Linked DNA regions of Mus musculus: all the other regions are linked to region 1. The links are chromatin contacts, called in public HiChIP or PLAC-seq maps. All regions are on one chromosome and are shown on one strand. The core of a region is the stretch at or near the end of the contact, and the rest is flanking DNA. Distances in the headings are between cores, read along the strand shown.

Region 1 (3,374 bases), core at 847-3,346:
TAAGGAAAAATAGAATGTAACCACATCGTGATTCAAAGATTTGGCTGGGATACATAAGCTGTAGGTGAAAGGGCTGTTCGAGCTTTGCTTCGTCTACCAAATGTATGTGTGTGTATGCATACATGTGAAGTTGTTGGAGCTTGTTGGAGATTGCATCATCTACCAAGTGTGTGAGTGTGTGTGCCTGTATTACATCACTGCCAACCCCACATCCCCACCTTGGATCACTGAACACAACTGTCAGAGTTGGCCGTCAACAGATAGCTAATTCAATCCCATGTGCACAATAAGCTTAAGGCTTGACTGCACCCTTTGGTCCCAGGCCCTGGGGGAAAGGAAGGAAGTGCATGCTTGGGGACTGGTCCCACTGGATCTCTATCCTAACGTCCATGGCCGTCAGCACCCCTCCTTTCCCCAAGGTGAAATGGAGGGTGCTGTGGGGGCCTGCCCACTCCATGGCAGTGCCCTGAAGGAGTCAGACTACCATGGCATCGCAGGCCCAGAGGGCAGACATTTTTTCTAGTTTTTAATTGGGGTGTGGGAGGGTTTGGGGAGGTTTTCTATCACTGTGTTGTTTTTCTGCTGAGGGTGGAATATTCTGCCCTTTTAATCAAGGTGATTGTGATTTTGACTAATAAAAAGGACTTTATAATTGAAGAAAAAAAAAAAAAAGACTTGACTGCATTGAAACTCTTTGTAAACTTCATGTGACATCTTCCATAAAGATAGGGTCTACAGGTGGTGTCACACGCCTTTAATCTTATCAGGCAGAGGTAGGTGGGTCTCTGAGTTTGATGCCAGCCTGGTCTACAAAGTGAGTTCCAAGAAAGCCTGGAATTACAAGGAGAAACCCCATCTCGAAAAACCACTAAAGGAAGGACAGAGGCAGGTGAGGGAAAGAAAGACTCAGTGCAGAACACAATACAGACAGGATGGATAGATAGCCTGTAAGAGTTTATCAAACAAATAAAGGAACGTAGAAAGATCTCCTTATATGGACGTATTCCTAAACCTCAGGATGGACAGGGTCACCTTTTACCACCCACATCCAGACAGCCCCAAGTTTAGCAGCCACCACACTCCTATGCTGTGCCTTTACACAAACGACTTGCTAATTCCTCACCAAAACCTAAAAATCATGAAATTTTCTCCCTCTAAAAATGTGAAAACTGAGACTCCAATTGGAAATAACCCGAGTTGGAGCTGGAGAGTAGGCTCGCTGCAGTGGAGGCGGTTTGGGTTCATGAACCACAACTCTAGCTTCCAAAATCACTTCTGACGTGTGGTTAGAGACATGGCTTGCCACCTTTCTGGGCTTGGCTCTCAGCACCAACCTCGGGTAGACTCCAAATGCCATGTGTAACTCCAGCTCCAACGCCCTCTACTGGATTCTGCGAGCAGTTGCTCTCACGTGCACAAATACACACACACACACACACACACACGAAATTAAAAATAAAAATCTTTAAAAATGTTAAGGAGTTCTCAGGCCAAGTGCATCCCTGAAAAGCCAGAAGCACTCAGGAGACTAAAGAGAAGGCTGTGAGTTCGAGATCAGCCTGGACGCTACCGTGGGATCTAGACTTGAAAAAGAAAAGTGGCAGTGGCGTTCCCAAGGTCACCCAGGGGGCCAGCACCGAACCACGAGCCTGTGCAGGCTGGATCCCCTCAAAGAATAAGTCGGACCAAGGTGGGCCACGGGGTTTCCCCGGCCTGGAAACAGAGCAGAGGTCGTTAGAGCAGGGGACCTGGCGGGTACACGACAACTGGCTGGGGGGCGACAGCGTGAGGACCACTGGCGTCGCTTCTTCCCAGGATCTGCAGGCTCCGCCGGGAAAGGCCTCGGTACGCCTGGCTCACCTCGTACCTCATCTGGTAGTGCATGGCGACGCGCTCCCGGTGCTGAAAGTCGCTGCCGTCGGTGCCGGCCGCTCGCGGGCCTGCCCGAGACGCCATTGTACAGAACTAAGGCCCCTAACGCCGACCCTCTGCTCACACACCCAGCCAAGCACCCTGCGAACCCCTTCCCTGCTACCTCGGCCCGGCTTTCACTACACGGCGTGGAGCTCCGGGAGAACTTCCGGCCTCTCTATCCTGGGAGGACTGACTCTGTGGTTCCTTCTTCGCGCATGCGTTCTTGGCCTTTCTGAGGTTCTTTGCCAGAGTAGAGCGATTGCGGAATTAACAGTCCCTAGAAATGGTTCACTGACCTGCCCAGAGATCCCATCGTGCAGAACCGAACCCCAGGCCGCTGATGCCGAGCAACCAAGCCCCCAGCAAACCCCTTTTAACTTCATTTAAAGCATTTAAAATAATTACTTGTGTATGGGTGTTTTGTCTGTCTGTCTATGCACCACGTGTGGTTTTTGTGCCTGCAGAGGCTGGAAGAGGACATAGGATAGATTTGCTAGCTATACTGTGAGTGCTGGGATTTAAACCTAGTTCTATTGACCTCTTAACGGCTGACCCAGACCTTAAGTTGTAATTCTTGAGACAGGGCTTCATGTGCTTCATGCTGGCCTCGAACTCTTGACGGTCTTTTTTGCTTCAATCTCCCAAGGCGTGATTATAGTCTTAAACCATACCTAACTAGACTTGGCATCTTTGCCCAGTGGCTTGTTGCACATCTATATTTCCTGAAGCTCCACACAACCTTGGGGTTAGGGTCCAGAGCAAAGACGTTATACAACGAAAAGTATAGGGTGGTCAATGCTGAGAGGCGTCACTCAGAGGCTGAAGCAGTAAAGAGGCATCTCTTCCTCCCTGCAATGCTCTCCATAGTCTGAGACCCTGCGTCCTGAGGGCTAACTGGAACAAAGATGGCTGTGAATATTTGTAATCTCCTCAACGTGAAAGGTGGAGGCAGGAACAGGAGGAGTTCATTGAGGCCAGCCTGGCCTGTGTTGAACGTTTGCCAATAAATTAATTAAATAATTAATAACTGGAGAGTTATTAACAGTGGTTAAGAGTACCTACTGTTTTTGCTAAGGACCCAGATTGTTTGTTTTATTGAGACAGAGTCTCACTATGTCCTGGCATTTGCTATGTGGGTAGCCTTGAACTCACAGAGTGTTCTCCTTGCCGGATGTGTTATACAGCGAATGCATGTCGGGTGCCAGGGGAAGTCAGGAGAGGCCGTCAAACCCCCAAATGCCCTGGAACTGGAGCGCTTGTTGTGAGCTACCATGCAGGCTCTGGAAATCCAACTCAGGTCCTTTTCAAGAACAATCGCTCTTAGCCACTGATCCATCTCACCACCCCTTTGGGGTTTGGCTCCCAACACCTACAGCTCACAACTCACTGAAACTCCAGTTCCAGAGTCTCTAGCACCCTCTTCTGGCCTAGGTGGGCACTGCATTCATACTGTATACAGA
Region 2 (3,396 bases), core at 797-3,296, 180 kb before region 1:
TGTTCCCCAAGTCACTACAAGTTTGTGACCTGACTGGTCACATGAGTTCATTAAATGTACCACCATCAGGAGAAAAGTTCTACCAAGATCTTCCCGGGATGGTTATGAAAATACGGAAGTCTGTTGTAGGAGGCTGAGGCAAGAGGACTGCCACAGTTGGTTTGTTTGTCTTATGTCAATGCTGCTGCTGCTGAGAGACACCAAAACCATGGCAACTCTAATAAAAGAAAGCATCTAACTGAGGCTTACTGAGCGTTTCAGGGGTTTTAATCCATCCATCATCAGCATGATGGGAAGCATGGTGGTACCCAGGCAGACTTGGGGCTGGAGAAGTAACTAAGGATTCTCTACATCCAGATCCAAAGGTGTAGCCAGTGAGATTGTGAGTTTGGTTTAGGCTTCTGAAACCTCAAAGCCCATCCCTAGTGGCACACTTCCTCCAACCAGGCCACACCTACTCATCCTTCACCACTTTCAAACTAATCCTTAGGACTACACCCTAAGCATTCAGATATATTAGCCTATAGGAGTCACTCTTATTCAAACTGCCAAGGTTAGGGTTTCTTTTCCCAAGTAAGAGCAGGGACCTCGGATCCCTGGAGCTGGAGTAATGGAAACTTGTGAGCTGCCTGACCTGGGTACTGAGAAGCTAACCCTGAAAGAGCAGTATAAACCGGCCTTGGTGACAAAGGCCTTTGCTTTAATCCCAGTACTCAGGGGGCAGAAGGAAGTTGGATTTCAGTGAGAGGCCAGCCTGATCTACAAAATTCCCACATCACTCAGCTGTCTGGCTGGTTGCTTCAGACACAATCTTGGGGCTTAGCCAAGGCTGGACTTGCACTCAGTGAAATCCTTCTGTCTTGGCCTCCTGAGTCCTGGGCTACCACACACAGATCTGGGTACATTTTTTTTCAATACATAAATAAGGCAATGTCAAACAGCCCCAATTCACTACGGCTAAAATCAACTTTTGAACTTTTTCTCTCACTGTTTGGCGGCAAACCAAAAAAGCCTGGTGCAGTCATCTTGCCTCGGTTTTCTGAGTCCTGGGGATTGTACACCTGAGAGCGGCTTCACTTGTTTTTCATAGCCATCCAGTCATGACACTGATAGAACTGACTGACTTCCACTGATGCTTGTCACAGTTAATAAGCTTACGTGGTCAGGCTTGGTACAAACCTGAAATCAGTGGCGAAGGCAGAAAGATCGAGAGTTCAACCCGTTATCCCATACTCACTTGTTTTCGGCCAAGACGCCAATCGGTAAAGGTGATCCCCCAACTACAACTGTTAACTCCCTCAGCTGACTTATCCTACTCCGGTTCTCCTAAGCTGCGTGCTCTTTCTTCACCTGGACGCACCCACACTCTGCCCATGCTTTCGCAAACCTCTAAGCTCGGTGCCTAGCGCAGCAATTATGACACAGGCTGGTTCTTGTCTGTTCATACATTTTTTTTGTCTGTAACCCTCCAAGTTGTCATCACCAAGGCAGGTTCGCATGCCGAACCTGACCGGGAACTGGGTTAACACTGCATCCGAAATCACTGGTAGGGGCCGGGCATTTTCTCGGGGTAGATGCAGTGGGTAGGGACAAGATGCTCGGGGTCGGAGAGAAAGCGCCCCGCCTGTTACAGCAGCAGCGGCCTAGCGCGCGGCTCGTACCTCGGTAGCTGTGGATGCGGCGGCCGGTGCCCGGTGGTAAGATCGGGTAGGGCTGAGGCTCGCCGTCGAAGTTGAGCCACAAAGGCAGCACGACGCGCGGGCTGCGGTTGCAGAAGATGACCTGAGAGGGCTCGCGCGAGTTCACCGAGCGCAGCACCGGCCGCGGCCGCCCAGCCTCCATCTCCTCAGGACCGGGCTCCCCCGCCGCCTCCTCTGGACTGGCTGCCTTCCGGGGCATTATTGGAACGGGTCCCTCGGATTCGCAAGCTGGACGTGGGCGGCGCGTGCGTGCGTGCGGATCTACGCGCTCCGGGACAGGTCTGCCGGTCCCAGACGCGCTCCGGGCAACTTGAAGGCGGAAATGGCCGCCGGGAGCCCTCAAACTGGGGGGCGGGGCGGCACGGAGCCAGGGGCCGCGGCGGTGGGCGGGGCCGCAGCAGTGGGCGGGGCGGCGGGGCGGCGGGGCGGGGCCGCGGCGGAGCCCCGGGTTATAAATTCCACCTCCTACAGTTGGGTTTCTGTTTGTTTCCTTTCCTTTTCTTTTTCCTTCTTTTTTTTTTTTCCCCCAAGATAGAGTTTCTTCGTGTAATCCTGGCTGTCCTGGAACTCACACCCTAGATCAGTCTGGCCTCGAACTCTCGGAGATCTGCCTGCCTCTGCTTCCAGAGTACTGGGATTAAAGCCGTTATCTCCATGCCAGAAAGACTTGCTTTGAGGTAGGGTCTCACTATGTAGGCCTAGAACTCATTATGTATATCCGGCTTGTCCTGAACTCAAAGATCTCCCTGCCTCAGACTCCAGAGAACAGGGACCAAGGGCAGTTGGATTTTTTTTTTTTTTTTTTTTTGGGTAGCATTGTTTCCCCCTGGCTGGTCTGGAATTCCGTGTACAGACCAAACCAGCTTCAAACTTAAGAGTGATCTCCTGCCTCTGACTCCAGAGTGCTGGAATTACAGGCATGAGCCTCATATATATATATATATTTTTTTTTTTTTGAGTGTACTTAAATTTAATTTCTTCTCTTAAGATCTCCACGGGCTTGCCATATTTCCCCTTCTGCCTTTGCTTTTTGGTTTTTCAAGACAGGGTTTCTCTGGGTAGCTCCAGCTCTCTTGGAACTCACTCTGTAGACCAGTCTGACCTCCAATCTCCTGCCTCTGCCTCCCAAGTGTTGATATAAAAGCTGAGTACCACCGCTGCCGGGCCCACCTATGCTATTATTTAAAGTTTTTCTCATTGATGAGTTTGAGTCTGTCTCTATTTTTAACTACACATTTCAAAATGTCTTCCAGAGTACAAAAGTAAAACTTTCCCTCCTTTTCCATCTGCATTCCCAGAAAACAGTATTACCAGTTTTTGTTTCCTTTCAAACTTTTTTATGTTTGTGAATAGAATTTTAAAATATTTTGTCTTTTTCTTTTTAGACGCAGACTTATTGCATAGTTCCCATTGCCTTGCAGCTGAATATATATAGCCCAGGCTGGCCTCAAATTAGTGGCACTCCTGTGTCTGCCTCCCAAGTACTGGCATTCTAGATATGTGCTACCATGACTGGTTCAAAGAATTAGCATACAACTACTATCAGATAACATTCAGTGCCATTTTTCCATAGACATTTCTGGCAGAAGTTTCATCAGATGAGCTTTTTTTAAATGTACGGGCCGGGCAGTGGTGGCGCACGCCTTTAATCCCAGCACTTGGGAGGCAGAGGCAGGAGGATTTCTGAGTTCGAGGC
Region 3 (3,049 bases), core at 414-2,913, 230 kb before region 1:
AGGGAATGAAGAAACTGTTTCTGAGAGGACCACGAGCCAAGACACAACTGGGATAGAAGCACAGGGTGGATTTACCTTAGACTGGGGAGAGTCGGGTGCATCAGTTTTCAGGGAACAAGGGGCATCCATCTCGCACGGACGCTGCCGCTGGGCCCCAGCCATGATGGGCCCTAGAAAGGACAACACAGTCAACACTCTGCCTGGGGACGCATCCCGAAGCGACCTTTTCCCTCAGTCAGTGCTGTCACCTCCTGACACCGCGGAGGGGGTGGGGGAGGCCAGCTCCATGGTGTCAATCCTTTTAAGCCTGGTGACATCTTGCAACAGGTGCAATTTGTCATCTTGAATGACAGGAGGAGACCAGGAAGTGGGAGGTGTCCTGAGCAGCCGGGGTCACATGATGGGGGATGCCCCTGTGCTGCCCCTGTGCCACTGCCTGGCAGAGGACACAGAGAAACCTCCAGTGTGGTTCCACAGCAGATGCTGTTCTACCTGGGGTGGCCTGAAGGACTGGGGAAATCAAGGGCACGGAGGGGGAGGGGAGGCTCAGCACTCACTTGGTAAATACCCAGGCACCTCCATCCTGTGGGTACCAGTAGCCAGGGCTGAATCAAGCACCTATCATGCTACTTTGCAGAAGGGACTCAAGTATCCATAGACTCTGGTACCCTGCAGGAAGGAGTTCTGGAACCAGTTCCTCAATGGCCGCTGGGTCACCAGAAGTCTGATCATCACTGAAGCCGGCTGATGGAAGCATGAACCGTCTACTCGAGTGGGTTGGTCTGTTTGTTCTTGTTTTTGTTTTTTGAGACAGGGTTTCTCTGTGTAGCTCTGGCTACCCTGGAGCTCTCTGTAGACCAAGGTGCCTTTGCCTCATGAGAGCTGGGATTAAAGGCTTGCACCACCACCACCACCTGGCCAAGATTTTCCATTTTTTAAATGTTTTCAAAGAACTGTCTAAGGTTTCCCCGGATGGCCGGGCAAGGCAGAGCAGCCCAGCCGATGAAGTAACCATGGACCACCCTTGCAGCCTGGACAGCAGCACAGAGCCTTCAATGCACTGCTTTCGTTGTCTGTGTGGACACTGCAGATTCTTAATAAGAAACTACACATACTACAACATATACCACACACACAATATACACCACACACACCCATAAACACACCAAACTCCATGCATCACACACACACACACACTTCATACCATACCACACACACAATACACCATACACACACACACACACACACACACTGTACTGCAAACACTACATACACTGTATACACTGTTGCCACAGTGGATCACAGAGGGCCTAGTGTGTAACTTCCTGTCTGCTGAGCGCTGCACGGGTTCATGGAAGGTCGGGGACACACCGCAGGACCCATTCATCTCAACATAAAAGTCCTCAAAATACAACGCTCCAAGCGCCCAAACTTTTCCTCTAAAATAAAAAACGCCCTCAAACAGCAACTTCCCCGGACAGACCACAAGCCTGAAATCTGGGGCTTTCCCAGGGCTGAGTGGCCTCAGTAATCAATGGAAAGAATAACTCCTCCTGTTTCAACTCAGAAATAGAACTTCCGCTTCTGTGGGAGGGACTGCAGGGACAGGCCCAGTGGCCCCGGCACACCTGCTCCCCAGGGCCACTCAGGAATGTGGGCCACACAAAGGCTAATGGTGAAAGTACAGAGAGGCCCTGGCACCCGCCCGCTCCTCCCCCACCTCCCCTCTCATTATCTTTCTCCCTTTGGCAAAGGAACAGCAGTTTGGCCCGGGTCTGAGGACCTATCAGGAATTGGGGTTCATAGGTCAGCACATTTTTCCCCTTCCTTCTTCGATATCTTTAGTTACAGGAAATAGTCCTTGACTTAGCATTAACTGCCAGCCCCCTCCACACACACTTTTCCTCCTTTTTTTTTTCTTTTTTCTTTTTTTTCTTTTTTTTTTTTTTTTGAGATGGGGTCTCATTATGCAACCCTGGCTTGGAACTGGATATAGAAACTGTAGAGAGCACAAGGTCCTTGTGTTCACAGTCTGACTCCAGGTCCGACTTAGACCACACTAGATTCTCCCCTGGCCCCTTAAGAGCTATAGAAGCCATACTTTTTCTTTCTTTCTTTCTTTCTTTCTTTCTTTCTTTCTTTCTTTCTTTCTTTCTTTCTTTCCTTTTTTCCTTCTCTTCTCTTCTTTTCTTCCTTTTTCTTCTCTTCTCTTCTTTTCTTCCTTTTTCTTCTCTTTTCTTTTCTTTCTTTTTTCAAACTTGGAGACCTATCTTCCTCTGCCTCCAAGTGCTGGGATTAAAGGCATTATCCCCCACCACCCAGCTAGAATCTGTGAGGACAGGACAGCCAGCCCTGACCTGATTGCCCGGTGGTGTTGCCTGCCCAGAAATGAGCTACTCCAGTCTTCCAAGCACTCAGACCTGAGCGACCATTCACACGCATCCCCTGTAATGACTAAAGAAACATCATATGGAGCCAGGCATCCGGTAAAGGCCACGGACCTGTTGCTCTGGAATGCCTGGAGATCCTGGGCCTGCGGGGGAGATCAGAATAGGACAATGGGCTGTGAGGTGTTAACATCTATCTGCCTCTGAGTCTGTAAAGCCTGCTTCTCACTATGGGAAGGGATGGCGTGGTCTTTTATTACTATGTAGCAGGAAAGTAAGGAACAGCTGAGGGAAGTGAAACATTCTCCAGCCCAGCTGTGGCTTCCATCGGCAGTTGTTTTGCACACCTTTCTACTGGCTATGGAGTTGTTTTTAACTGGATTTCCCTGTCCCCTCACACAGATCCATATGGTTACCAGCTCTGGTATCTGCAGAGGCACATGCCTAAAGAAACCATGTTGGCCTGGAATTTTCATTCACACACATACACACACACACACACACACACACACACACACACACACACACACACACCATCCACCCAGCTAAGGTGCCTGATTCTCTGCAATAGGATGCAATGGGCTCTGTTCTTACCCATTTACAGATGGAGGAACTCAGAAATGATGAGGCTGAGAGGGAATGTAAGCACTGGTGGGTCAACC

What was found. HiChIP or PLAC-seq counts read pairs in DNA pulled down with a chosen protein or histone mark.
Region 2: a contact with region 1 is called in a CTCF HiChIP or PLAC-seq map of the NIH/3T3 cell line, with 18 read pairs. The contact joins the promoter of Vhl here to the promoter of Jagn1 in region 1. A contact is called at or near these places in 13 of 39 promoter capture datasets (the 3T3-L1 cell line, 3T3-L1-derived adipocytes, the C10 cell line and 5 more), 5 of 15 datasets of contacts at CTCF or cohesin (the NIH/3T3 cell line, embryonic stem cells, large pre-B cells and 1 more), 18 of 484 Hi-C or Micro-C datasets (the AML12 cell line, CD8 T cells, Th1 cells and 12 more), 16 of 115 datasets of contacts at active chromatin or transcription factors (the NIH/3T3 cell line, the SCID.adh cell line, T-cell acute lymphoblastic leukemia and 7 more) and 4 of 9 other capture datasets (adipose tissue, embryonic stem cells, liver and 1 more).
Region 3: a contact with region 1 is called in an H3K27ac HiChIP or PLAC-seq map of embryonic stem cells, with 9 read pairs. The contact joins the enhancer-like site here to the promoter of Jagn1 in region 1. A contact is called at or near these places in 9 of 39 promoter capture datasets (the 3T3-L1 cell line, the C10 cell line, the HPC-7 cell line and 3 more), 1 of 15 datasets of contacts at CTCF or cohesin (large pre-B cells), 12 of 484 Hi-C or Micro-C datasets (B cells, CD8 T cells, the HL-1 cell line and 4 more), 10 of 115 datasets of contacts at active chromatin or transcription factors (the SCID.adh cell line, effector CD8 T cells, embryonic stem cells and 4 more) and 1 of 9 other capture datasets (adipose tissue).

What each region holds. Positions count from the first base shown.
Region 1 is chr6:113,441,291-113,444,664 of GRCm38.p6, reverse strand. Jagn1 (jagunal homolog 1) reads right to left here and starts at 2,096. Exons shown (of 2, transcript NM_026365.3): 1 at 1,868-2,096. The coding sequence starts at 1,956.
Region 2 is chr6:113,622,644-113,626,039 of GRCm38.p6, reverse strand. It overlaps Vhl (von Hippel-Lindau tumor suppressor), which reads right to left and starts at 2,046. Exons shown (of 3, transcript NM_009507.4): 1 at 1,662-2,046. The coding sequence starts at 1,899.
Region 3 is chr6:113,667,320-113,670,368 of GRCm38.p6, reverse strand. It overlaps Irak2 (interleukin-1 receptor-associated kinase 2), which reads right to left. Exons shown (of 13, transcript NM_172161.4): 4 at 76-170. Among named protein-coding and RNA genes, the nearest start is that of Tatdn2, 28 kb to the left of the region's middle. Within about 2 kb of position 1,663, at least 232 of the 459 cell types and tissues checked have an H3K27ac peak or open chromatin away from gene starts, as enhancers often do. A contact at or near this core is called in B cells, CD8 T cells, adipose tissue and 6 more, where this site is marked.